Linked DNA regions of Sus scrofa: all the other regions are linked to region 3. The links are chromatin contacts, called in public HiChIP or PLAC-seq and promoter capture Hi-C maps. All regions are on one chromosome and are shown on one strand. Each heading gives the region's core, a stretch centred on a gene start, on an enhancer-like site or on the middle of the called end of the contact. The rest is flanking DNA. Distances are from core to core; before and after follow the strand shown. Region 1 holds the start of ITM2B (integral membrane protein 2B). Region 2 holds the start of MED4 (mediator of RNA polymerase II transcription subunit 4). Region 3 holds the start of FNDC3A (fibronectin type-III domain-containing protein 3A).

Region 1 (4,052 bases), core at 583-3,082, 620 kb before region 3:
GTTCCCAGGCTGGGGGTTGAATCAGAGCTGTAGCTGCTGGCCTACACCAGAGCCACAGCAACTTGGGATCCAAGCCGACTCTGCAACCTACAGCACAGCTCACAGCAATGCCGGATCCTTAACCCACTGAGCAAGGCCAGGGATCAAACCCTAAACGTCATGGTTCCTAGTCGGATTCGTTAACCACTGAGCCACAACGGGAACTCCCCTCCAGATCTTGCTTCAAGAATTTCTTGGTCTTCAACTGGAATGTCTCAGGAAATCTATGAGACTATGCCAGTTCACAGAATCAACCCCACAGAGTTGATCTCTGGATAAGGGAGGCCCAGAGCGTCTAAATAAGTGGCTGCAAGTCATACGGCTCTTTAGGGTCAGAACTCAGCAGGACTGGAACCTAAATCTTACTATTTGCAATTGAACATTTAATTCATTTTCACTCAAATTTTGGAATGCCTACCGCAGACTCAAGGTTTGGGCTGGGTTACTATGATCTGAGATTCTGGGAACTTGGAATGTTTTGCAGGGAATGGTGATCTGATTCTATGCAGAGACTAAGAGACCTAACCCCCTCCTTGAGCAGAGCCAAATCCCCCAGAACCTCAGACTCAGTCTACTTTTTTCATGGTTGACTCAGGGAAGAGCTGACGCAGCTGAAACATTCTAGGGTACACCCACATCCAGGGTTGAACCAGGACAGAGGCGGGTGGAAAAAGGGTACAAGATCAACCATTTATCCAAAGAGCCATCTGTTGACACAGTCATTAACCCAGTAACAGTGCGAGCCAGAATCCTCTCTCCAATTAGTTGCAAACGAAATCTCTTCCAAACATAACTCTGCATTATCCATAAGATTTTTTAAATTTTGCAGAAAGCTACAAAAGACTCATCATCAAATATGAATCACAAATCAGCCTTGTGTGCATGTGGGTTTTGTCCAAGTCGACACAAGTAGGGAACATTTTGTTTCCGAAATCTGAGATGTATGAAACACAAATCTGCCAAGAGTCTTCCTCCGAACTGCTCTGGGACTAGGCAGGGCAGCCACTGACCTTGCGAGGGCGGGGGGCGAGGGGTGAGGGGCGGGGGTGAGGTGGGGTGGAGGGTGGAGAAGAAAAGGCAAGTCTGAGTAGAGTAACGCCCTTGGGTGAGGTCCGGGAAGATAAAGTAGTCAGATCACTTGGATAGAGCGAATTCAACATTTCTTTGCTCCACTGAGCCGGTTCCATAATAAAGTGAGAAAATGGAGGTGTAAACGCCCCCAAATTCCACGGCCTTTCGATTCCTGGTTGACACCAGGCAGGGAATGGTGGGCTGCTGCTGCCAGAGGTTAATCCATTGTCCGCGGCGCACCCAGGAAAGTTCACCTGCTTTTGCTCCAAAGCTGCAACCTTGTGCTCAGTGGCAAACTGATTGGAAACGAATTCAGAACTGCAAAACTCACGCCCGCACGCAGAAGGACCCCTTCCTTCCCAGCCGGATCCCTCCTTCCACCCAGGGTCAGACTCCCCAACACATCTGCACGTCGGGTCGGCCTGCTCGACCCCGCCCGGCCCGCCTCCGACCCCGCCCCCTGTGCCCCCCTCCCGGTTTGCCCGCCTCTGGCCCCGCCTTCGGGGGAGGGGGGCCGAGCGAGCCGTCGCCGCCCTCGCCTGGGAGCTGCGAGGCTTCAGTAACCCTGCAGCAGTAGCCACCTCTGTCGCTGCGGAGCTGCTTGTCTCCGGTTGCTGCTGAGCCGCGTTCGGAGCCCTGCCGAGGAGGCTGCAGCCGTAGCAGGAGCCCGCAGCCCGCGCCCGAGCCCGCAGCCGCCGCCGAGGGCGCCCCAGGCCGCGCCATGGTGAAGGTGACGTTCAACTCGGCTCTGGCCCAGAAGGAGGCCAAGAAGGACGAGCCCAAGAGCGGAGAGGAGGCGCTCATCATCCCCCCCGACACCGTCGCGGTGGACTGCAAGGTCCGAGGGCCAGGGCTCGGGGGAGAGGGCGCTGGGCCCGCGGGGAGAGCTGGTGGGGCCGGGGCGGCTCTGCGCCCGAGGAGGCGCGGGACAGGCTCCCCGAGAGGGCCGACCTCTCCTTTTTCGCAGGCTGCTCCCCTTTCTTGTCCGGCGCAGCTTCTTTGTGAGAAAGTGCGTGTGCAGAAAGCGGAGCCGGGAGCGGGGGCTTGGGGGAGGCCTGGAGCGAGGAGGCCCGTTGGAGAACTGTGCCGAGTGCACGGTCGTTGGTGCAGTCGGGGAATGTGCGTGGGGCCGGGACTGGGTTCGGTGGACCTGGAGCCCAGCGACGACATGCAAAACAACAAAAACAACAACAGAGTTTGGCACTTCCTCCCAGTATAAATAATGTGTCTAAAATGGCTGACATCATAACAAGCCTAAACCTCTCTTGCTTCTTACTTTCGTTTCCAGGCTAAACAGCCCTTGGACTAAGTCTGGCTCCTGTAAGCCTCTTAATTTTAAAAGCCTTTTCTTCTTCACCTTCTCATTTCCCACGGCCTTTCGGTACTGGCAGACGAAGTTCACGGTGGGGTCCGGAGACGGGGCAAGGGAGCGGGTGAGGGGAGAAAGCAAGGTGACGGTCTGCTCAGTTGGTTCTGGCTGTTAATTTATAATTAAAGCACATATGCCCGGTGAAGATCAGTAATTACCATGTGGATGTTAGTGCAAAACCGACAATTAATTTTAAATTATATCAGTATCTTTACGAGAACCCCTTACGCTAAGTGAAACTAAACGTTAAGAAACTTGTCCTATGTCCCTTTTTAAATGGTCCTTAATTTTAGAAAAATCTCTCTTTTAGCCCTAAGCAAAAATGACGAAAGGAACCGTAATTGTGCTAAGTTTTAGTGCTTACAATATCATTTGAGACATGATGGTAATTGTCGCAGAAGTTAAATAGGAAAGCCTCACAGCCTCTTTCTACCAGATCTTTTAGGCTGCTAAAATTTAATCCTAGAGAAATTAATTGTAGAAGTTATTTAGGTTGCATCGTTTATTTCTGAATTTTTCGTTAGCATTTTTCCAGACCTGTTATAAGTAGGGTGTTTTAACTAAGTTAAAACTGAGTTTTACCTTTAAAAAAATAGTTTGTGCAGGTATGAGTAATAAGCATTTTTTATATGGTCTGATGAAAATTACTGCTATTCAAAGGAAAACACACTGTAAGAAAGTGTGTGAAAAATAACATGTTGGTTTGGACGTGCCTGTACTCATTTTTTGGAAATATTCTAGTTAAAAACACAAACACGAGGAGTTGAGTTTTAAATGACTGCCTTGCCCTGAAATAGGAAGTGGACTGATTCCCTAAAAGGATTAAGAGTTTTGGTATTGGTATTGTTTTCCTGAATCCATTGCAAATAGTCCTGGTCTTAAGAGAAAATGTTTGGAATCCACAGAGGATAATTCCTGCAGCAAATTATTATCTTAGCTCTATGTTTATCTAACATTCATTGTACCTAAAATAGATAGGTGGTCAAGTGCCTGGTCATAACAGACTGAAATACTTATATATATAGAGATTAGGTAGATTTTAATCCTTTGTCCATCTTTTCAAAAATCCTATAAACATATATAACTCCTCCCATTTAAAAAATAGAGAAAGCATCGGATGGTGTTACTTCAGAAAGCTTTTCCCTGTCCTGTAGTGAAGGAGATTTGACACTCTGAACTGAAATCAGAGTTAATTTACTGGACAGCTTTAAATGTGACTTTTCACATTTTCTATCATTTCTGAAATGGGGACTGCACATTTTCAAAATTTCTCAAAGTTCCACCGTATCCAAATATTATGGTCAGAGCAGCAGTAAGAGTAACCATTCATAGCTCCGTGCTTTGTTTTCCCAGATCTCCATATCCAAATTAAAATATTGGAATTAAGCTGTGAGAGCCCGAGTCTTCCTTCCTTTATAACCACATAGCAGTCGTGGATGGATTTGGCAGATAATGCAATGACGAAATCTTTTTCTAGCTATACGCTCAAAGATTTCTTCAGTGAGTGACAAAATAGTGCTCTGCATTAAAAGTGGAATCCTTATAATCAGTATCTTAACAGTAAATGAAGACC
Region 2 (3,819 bases), core at 1,297-3,796, 790 kb before region 3:
GGAATCAAATGTGGATATGCACTCCTCCAGGTACTGAGGGCATCAGGTAAACACACCTCAGATACCCAACCCAGGAGCCAATCAATCCAGAGGCAAGATGGAAAGATTTGACTTCAGGGTTGTTCAGTGTCAAGAGACATTCTCAAAGACCGTTATCCTGGAAGGGCAGGTTTAGAAACAGTTCCTGAACTTGGTGAATATGAAATATATACTACGGTTACTCTGCAAGTAAAGCAGAGAAAAGAAATGAATTTACTGGGTTCCAGATTAGAAGGGTGAGAAGTAACAGTTCACCGAATAAACCAAGGCAAAGATTTAAAATTATCATATTTCAAATTTCAATTTCTACTCAAAACCCAGCATCCACTACTTCCCAAAAGAGGTATCACTTCTTCACAAAGTCAACATATTCATAGAAAAATTAATTGCTACCACCTACATCACATAGTTGGTCAAAACGAAGAAATTATAAGGAACATTTTTTACTTGACTAATTTTACACTCATCATCTGACAGTTGGTCCTATCTATTTATTTATTTTTTGTTTTTTTAGGGCCACACCTGCAGCATGTGGAGGTTCCCAGGCTAGGGGTCGAATCAGAGCTGTAGCCGCTGGCCTACACCACAGCCACAGCAACCAGGATCTGAGCCATGTATTCGACCTACACCACAGCTCACGGCAACACCAGATCCTTAACCCACTGAGGAGGCCAGGGATCGAACCCGCAACCTCATGGTTCATAGTCAGATTCCTTTCCTCTGCGTCACGACAGGAACTCGGATACTTGAATAATTTAACTGAAAACCTCATACTCGGAGAACTCAGTCTCGCCAAGGTCTTTTTACTAAGAAATCATGCTGATATTCATCTGATAGGATTAACTAAAGAAGCTGACAAATTCTCCACAAGCCAGGAAGTGAATCAACATGAAGGAAATAGCACATGAATTAATCTGTGTGAACATTTACACAGAGGAAACATTAAGATTGCTGTCTTATGCCCATGAGTTCCTTGTTCACTGTACTGACGCCAAAATTCCACGTGTCCTTTTTGTCACTACAAGGTATTTCAATCTAATAGCCTAAACAGTGAATTAAACACATAAGCTATTTAACTTCCGGTGTCTATGTGTTTTTACATTTTTAGCATCAGGTTACTTAGTATATTAAAACATCATTTGGTATCACATTGACCAAGGAATCTGGTAAGTAATGCTTGCCATGTATGGCAAGGCCTGAACTCACAGCAAAGATAAAAATGTAATTATTAGTAGATCAGATAATACAATTACAGACATACCTCAGAGATACTTCAGGTTCAGTTTTCCACATCAATGCAATGATGTGACTACCACAATAAAGTGACTCAGTTTTTGGTTTTTCAGTGCATATAAAAGTTATGTTTACACTATACCGTAGTCTATTAAGTGTGCCATGGCATTATGTCTAAAAAACAATTATACATTAAAGAAAACAGCATTAATTTAAAAATAATGCTGACGGAAAAATGGTACCAACAGACCTGATTGACACATGGTTGTCACAAACCTTCAATTTGTAAAAAATGCAATATGTGCAAAGTGCAATAAAGTGTAACAAGGTGTGCCTGTATATAGTAAGATTTAGAATGTTGATTACAGAAAAAGGGACACTTGAACAGGATTCTGGAGGATAAATGAATCAGGTTGGAGGTGGAGTGGAAACGCACTGAAGAAAAGGAAGCTGGGAAGCAGTTCACCGAGGCTGGAATAAAGGATATTACTGGAGGGCTGAGAAGTGCAGCGACAACAGGATGGATTAACAGGATGAATGCCCTTGCTGGACATTCTAAGCTAAAGAGTCTGAATTAACTTCCTCTAGAGAGTGCATTCGTTTCTCCAGGGAGCCTGCCCTGACGACAAGGGGGACAGACGCCTAGCGCCCCTGCTGCAGCAGCCTCCAATCCAAACAGGCTCCGCGCCACAGTTACTGTTTACACGTCTGTCTACCCCGGACACTGGGCTCGTCTACGTCAGTATCTAGTCTCCCTCAGGACCGTCTCCCAGCGCGGGACCGGCGGGAGGAGCTCCTTACATGTCTGTCGAAGGCCGGTGGACGAAGCGACTCTCCCGGCGACCTCTAAGGTCCCTACGATTCTGAGAGTCTGGGGTTCCAGAGTCACTGGCAGTATTAAAATGTCCTCTATGGGGGTGGGGCGGGAATGCCGGCGAGTCCCCGAGGGTTGCGGGCCTACGTCCACGACCCTCGCGCACTGCCTCCGAAGCGCGCGCCGCAGTCCCGGAGTGCGGCCCTCCCCGCCGAGACCCAGGAACCAGCCTGAGTCAATGCTCCCGGCCCAGCTCCAGCCAGGCCCCCAGGCGACGGCCTCACCTGGACAAGACCTCTAGGTCTTCCAGCGCAGAAAGCAGCCGCTCGCGAGTGCTGTTGCCGCTCGCCGCTCCCAAACCGCCGCCGCCCGACCGCTCCTTCTCCTTCTCGCCGCTCGAAGACGCCGCCATCCTCCCGACACACTAACAGCCGGCGCGTGCGCAGCTGCGCTCTAAGGAAGAGTGTCGGTCCGCGGGCGGAAGGAAGGGTCACAGAGGCGAGGTAGAGAGCCTGGGCCAGAGCGCCCCCTGCGCGCCTGGAGGTGTCTTGCAGGCGCCGGCGCCATCTGCTGGGCTAGTGAGGGCTTCTTGGGTCCAACCCGCGAGCGAGGGCCAAACCCAGAACTGGGGGCCCAACGCGGTCAGGTTTCCAGCACCTTAGCTTATTCAAGCAGCTGCTCAGTGGAGTTTGTTTGTTTGTTTTTTCCTTTTTTTTGGCCGCCTCGCGGGCATACGGAGTTCCTGGGCCAAGGATCAAATCCCAGATACATTTGTGACCTACCAATCGCTGGATCCTTTAACCCACTGTGCCAGCTGGGGATCAAACCCGCGTCCCAGTGCTGCAGAGATGCCCCTAATAGTGTTGGGCTGTGCCACAGTGGGAACTCCTGCTCAAGGGCATTTGTGGGAATTACATAATGGCCTGCATCTTGTGTCAGTGTCTTTGAGCAATGGGCCGGGGACCTACCGGATTTATCGCTGTTTAGTCTGCGTTCCCATAATGCTATTTCCACCCTCTGTTCGGGCTCTCAGGGAGGCTGTGAGCTCTTTAGGACAGGAAATGTAATCCTTATTTTCTTTAATTTTTTTTTTCTGTGGTCACATGCATTCAGCATAAAATTACTGTGTTAATGGTGTGTAAGTGTACAATTCACTGGAATTAGGTATATTCATATTGTTGTGCTACCAACACCAGCATCCTCTGGCCTTTCTGTAGTCACACCCCTTCATTCATTCGGCTCCAGTCATTCTGGTTCTCAAGCACCAGGACGCTCCTGCCTTAGGGCATTGGCACTGCTGTTCTCCCTGCCTTCATGGGTTGCCCCCCAGAAAGTCACAAGGCCATCTGCTCTTGGGACACAAACTGCACTTTCTTCGGGACCCCCACCCTGGCCACCTTGTTTACAACTGCCGTCTCACCTCCACCTTCCGCCACCTTTACCCAGCTCTTCATTTTTTCCTACAGCATTTGTCATCTTCTAACATTTCACCTAAGTCAGTTGATGTGTGCTCTGCTAATTGTCTCCTCCACTAGGATATAAACTCCATGAGGGCAGAGTCTCTTGGAACTTCTCAAAGACCTAGCCCCAGTCTCAGAATACTGTCTGAAACACGGTGAGTCCCAATAACTATTATTGGATTTGTTGTTGACAGAGGTGCTGAAATCATCAGAAACTGAAAACAAACTGTAGTTATCTATAGTTTTGCCTCTAATTGGTAAAATCTTATTTTC
Region 3 (3,850 bases), core at 845-3,344:
TCAGACTGGAAAAGGCGCAAGACCTGACATGTTTTGGTAGGACAGCTTAAGAATGCTAGTCTTAACTTAGAGCAGGGAGACACTATTTAAGGGTATTTTCTGGTGTGTGTGTGTGTGTGTGTGTGTGTGTGTGTGTGTGTGTGTGAGATATGGCATAGTCTTACTTGCCCTTAGAAAGATTGTTTCAGCTGCAAAATGGAGAATACGTGGAAGGTTCAGATTGCATGCAGTGAGACCAAATTAAATTGATGGCTATTGGAAAGAAGTGGACCAACTTGAGAGATTTGTGAAGACAAAATCGCTAGGACTTGGTGCTGCAATGAATATGGTGAATGAGGGTGAAGGAGACATCAGGGATAACTACTACCTGTTTGATTTTAACAGCTGCATAGATGGGGGAAGGAAAACAAAGAGAGTTTATGAACTAAGTTGGACTTAACTTTCTAACTTTGAGACTTTAAGTGAACATGTCTATGAAGTTGTTGGTATCAGATTTGGGATTTAGGGTAAGGGTCTAGGCTAGAGACACATACATGGAAATCATCAAAATATAGATGATAACTAAAGCCATTGGGGTGGGTGATGATGTTTAGGCCAAGAGATTACAATGAAAACAGAAAAGAAACTAGACTGAATTGTGAGTTCTATATTTAATAGCCAGAGAGGAGAAGGAATCGGCAAGGGAATTAGAGAAGCAGTACTGAGAGGGCATAGTGCCAAAGGAAGAAGAATCATTCAAGGAAATAAGTGGTTAAAGTGTTGGGTATTATCAAGAGCTCAAGAAAAGTAAGGATTGAAAAGAACCCTTATTTTATTGGTAAGAAAAATGAAGCTCTGAGAAGTGACTTGTTCAAAGTCAATGTAAATTCTTGTCCCTCTTTGGATTCCCAGAGAATTCATACTGGTGCCCTTGTGAAGGTTATTTATGTGTGTGATTCATTCTCTCCACAGAACATAAATTCCCCAGTTCTTGCTTGACTCAACCTTACAGTATTGCACATTGTTGACTAATCTAGGTCTACTTCAATGATATTCTTGAATTGTCTTAGTCTCTTTCAAAAAAGCTGTTTTTTTCTTGTTGTGCTTATATGTATAAGCCCAAAATATAATTTTTTTAGAAAAATGCCATTTCTTAGTCCTACTTATCCCCAAAGGAATCAAAATCTTGAGGGCTGGATTGCAAGATTCTATCTTTATTAAAAGCAGCCAAGTCAGAAATTTTGAAAATGATCAGCTCAGGGTCAAGTTTGGAAACCAATAGCTTAATCTCTAACCAAAGAGAGCTGGGGCAGCAATATGGAAAAGCCACCCAACTCACCCACATTCTGATAAATCTTCATATTTTAAAACAGTATATGGTTATGCTTCAATTACTCAGGGATCAGCTTTCCAGGAATTTTGTCTGGAAGAGGGCCAGATCTGGAAGTTAAGAAAAGGAAACACCTCTGCAAGGAAAAGAACTTTTGAAAGTGAACAGCAAAGAAAATATCTCTAGGTACCACTTGGTATATAGAATCACCATCCTATTTACTCTTGGGAAGAAAAGAAATCTCTCATTGGCTGGCTGTGGATATAAACATCTGATCAATTATCACCCAGAGCCATAGAGAAAAGCAGTCAAGAAAGGAGAAAAGAGTAAAAAACAAACAGTAAAGTTGAAAGGATGAGAGGAAGGTTATGAGTGGATCAAGAGGCAATTGAGATGAGAAGCAGCGACAGATATTAGAAAAGGTGATGAGAACATTCCAAAGAGAAAAAAGAGATTACCTAAGTAAAGATCTCGATACCTCCGCAATCCCTTGGGACTTAAACATAGGGCCAAGGTATCGCGTTTGACCGTTTGACCGTCACTCATCAACAAAGGATTTCATTAACCATTGTATTTCTTAAGATAAGGAATATGCGCATTTTAAAAGGATTTCTGTGAAAAGGTGAAAATAAAAGCACTGCTGTTTTTAAAGGCAGCGCAATTAATGAACTGAAATAAAGCCAGAGCAAGGAGCCTGGTTACATCGGTCAATTGTTTTTGAAGGGACAGTTCCTGAAGTTGGACTCTCGATCCCAAGGCCTATCCCCATCCCAAGTCCTCCAAGTGGAAACCGCAAAAGGAAGCAGCCCTGACCAGCCCTCAGACATTATTGCAGCGCCCCCAGTTGCTGGAGGTGCAAGGAAATCTCGGCTGCGTTCACTTGTTAATCTTCGGGCTGTTGTACAAACGAAGGTAATGGGTTTCCGCGCGATTTGAGTGGGGACGAGACCGAGAAATTAACCCTCACTTTTTCAACTGAAGTAAATTTCTAAACATTTCCTCTGGCTGCGGAGATCTCGGGCTCTAAGTGTTTGGGATTGAAAACATCCAAGCCCACTTCGGTTGGCTTCCTGTTCCTTGGGGGAGTGTCTTTAAAAGCACCTGCCGGCGTTAAGTTTTGTGCTTTCGGAAAGAGGCTGACCCGGCGCGCCTCAGGGTGAGCTTTTTATAATTGTGACTGAGAATTGTGTGAGTGGTCCCCAGAACATCAATTAACTCATTTCCCCAGTGTCGCTCCCAGCCTGGCCGCGGCGGAGACTACGACGACCCGGGCGCTGCCGGGCCTCTGGAGAGAGCCCGGAGCCCCGGGAGCGCGGTGGGCGCTGCGGCAGCAGTGAGGGGTACGCGGTCGTCCCGCACCCGCGGCTCCGCGGCGTCCTCGCGCTCCCGGGAGAGACCCGCGGGGCGGCCGGCCTGAGGCGGGCACCGGGGGGACCCGGCCGGCTGGAGGCGCCGTCGGCGGGACTCGCGCAGCCGCACTCGGCGCGCAGACTCCGGGCTCCTCCTCCCGGCTCCGTAGTAAGCATGGCGGCGGCGGCGTTCGTGGTCCCTCGGGTGAAACAGAAAGCGGGAGCTACGCGGAGAGGGAGCGAAGAGCGGGGCTGAGGCGGCGCCGTCACTGCCGGGAAACCACCCCAACAGTCAGTGCGCCGGCGGCCGCGGCGGCGCCGAGAGCTGGCTCTGCTGCTGAGGTAGAGCGAGAACGATCAGGAACCCGAAGAAGAGGCGCCGGGGTAGCCGCCTTCCTCCGCCTCAGAGCGGCTGGACTCGGAGGTGAGAGCGCGGGCGCTCCCTTCGGGAAAGGCGGGGGAGACCACGCCGTCCCGGCTCCGGTCCGGGTCCGGGTTCCGTCCCGCCCCGGAGCAGGCACCTGGGAAACCGTTAGGCTGGATCTGAGCGGCCGGGACGCCGAGCGGGGCTCGGGCCCGTCGAGGGGCCCGGCCCACCCCGTCCTGTGGGCGCGCGCTGGGCCGACGGGAGTGGGCCGCGGGCGAGACTCGTCCGCTCGTGGGGCACCTGCCGGGTCCGAGTCTCGCCGGGAGGCGCTCGCGGGGGCGCGGCTGCGGCCCGGCCACCAGCCCGAGGAGGCGGCGCAGGGGCGCGGGCGGCCCTCCCTCGGCCCTCCCTCCGCCCCCCTGGCCCCCTGGCCCGCGGCCCGCGGCGAGCTGCGCCGCTGCGGGCGGCGCGGGGGTCGAGTGCGGAGCCCTCCCGGGAGGATCGCCGAGAGGCCGCCGCGCTTCGGCTTTGGCTGCGCGGCAGCCGCCGAACTTGAACGCTCCTCCGAAGAGTTTCCCCCGCTCCCGTTGGGGTTAAAACCTCGAAACCCGCCCCTGTGTGTTTGATCTTGTTTGGCTGGTGCCAGTACCTGGCTGTTCCTCCAGCCGGCGGAGTTAGCCACCTGTTCAGCCGGGGGTGGACTCCTGGCCGCAGTCCTCGCCCTGTTTAACAACCTGGATCTTTGAACTTTTGACACGGCTGTGGAAGGACGTCATGCGTTAGGTAAAGGAAAATGAACACATAATTTAGCCATAAAATCGCGGG

The links. Promoter capture Hi-C pulls out the DNA fragments that hold promoters and counts their contacts. HiChIP or PLAC-seq counts read pairs in DNA pulled down with a chosen protein or histone mark.
Region 1: a contact with region 3 is called in an H3K27ac HiChIP or PLAC-seq map of alveolar macrophages. The contact joins the promoter of ITM2B here to the promoter of FNDC3A in region 3. A contact is called at or near these places in 1 of 5 promoter capture datasets (liver) and 1 of 2 datasets of contacts at active chromatin or transcription factors (alveolar macrophages).
Region 2: a contact with region 3 is called in a promoter capture Hi-C map of liver, with 5 times the contacts expected there. The contact joins the promoter of MED4 here to the promoter of FNDC3A in region 3. A contact is called at or near these places in 2 of 5 promoter capture datasets (fetal liver and liver) and 1 of 2 datasets of contacts at active chromatin or transcription factors (alveolar macrophages).

The regions. Positions count from the first base shown.
Region 1 is chr11:19,375,479-19,379,530 of Sscrofa11.1, reverse strand. ITM2B (integral membrane protein 2B) reads left to right here and starts at 1,832. Exons shown (of 6, transcript NM_001042375.1): 1 at 1,832-1,948. The coding sequence starts at 1,832.
Region 2 is chr11:19,550,585-19,554,403 of Sscrofa11.1, reverse strand. MED4 (mediator of RNA polymerase II transcription subunit 4) reads right to left here and starts at 2,546. Exons shown (of 7, transcript XM_013978727.2): 1 at 2,371-2,546. The coding sequence starts at 2,498.
Region 3 is chr11:18,755,986-18,759,835 of Sscrofa11.1, reverse strand. It overlaps FNDC3A (fibronectin type-III domain-containing protein 3A), which reads left to right and starts at 2,094. Exons shown (of 26, transcript XM_021065328.1): 1 at 2,094-2,221.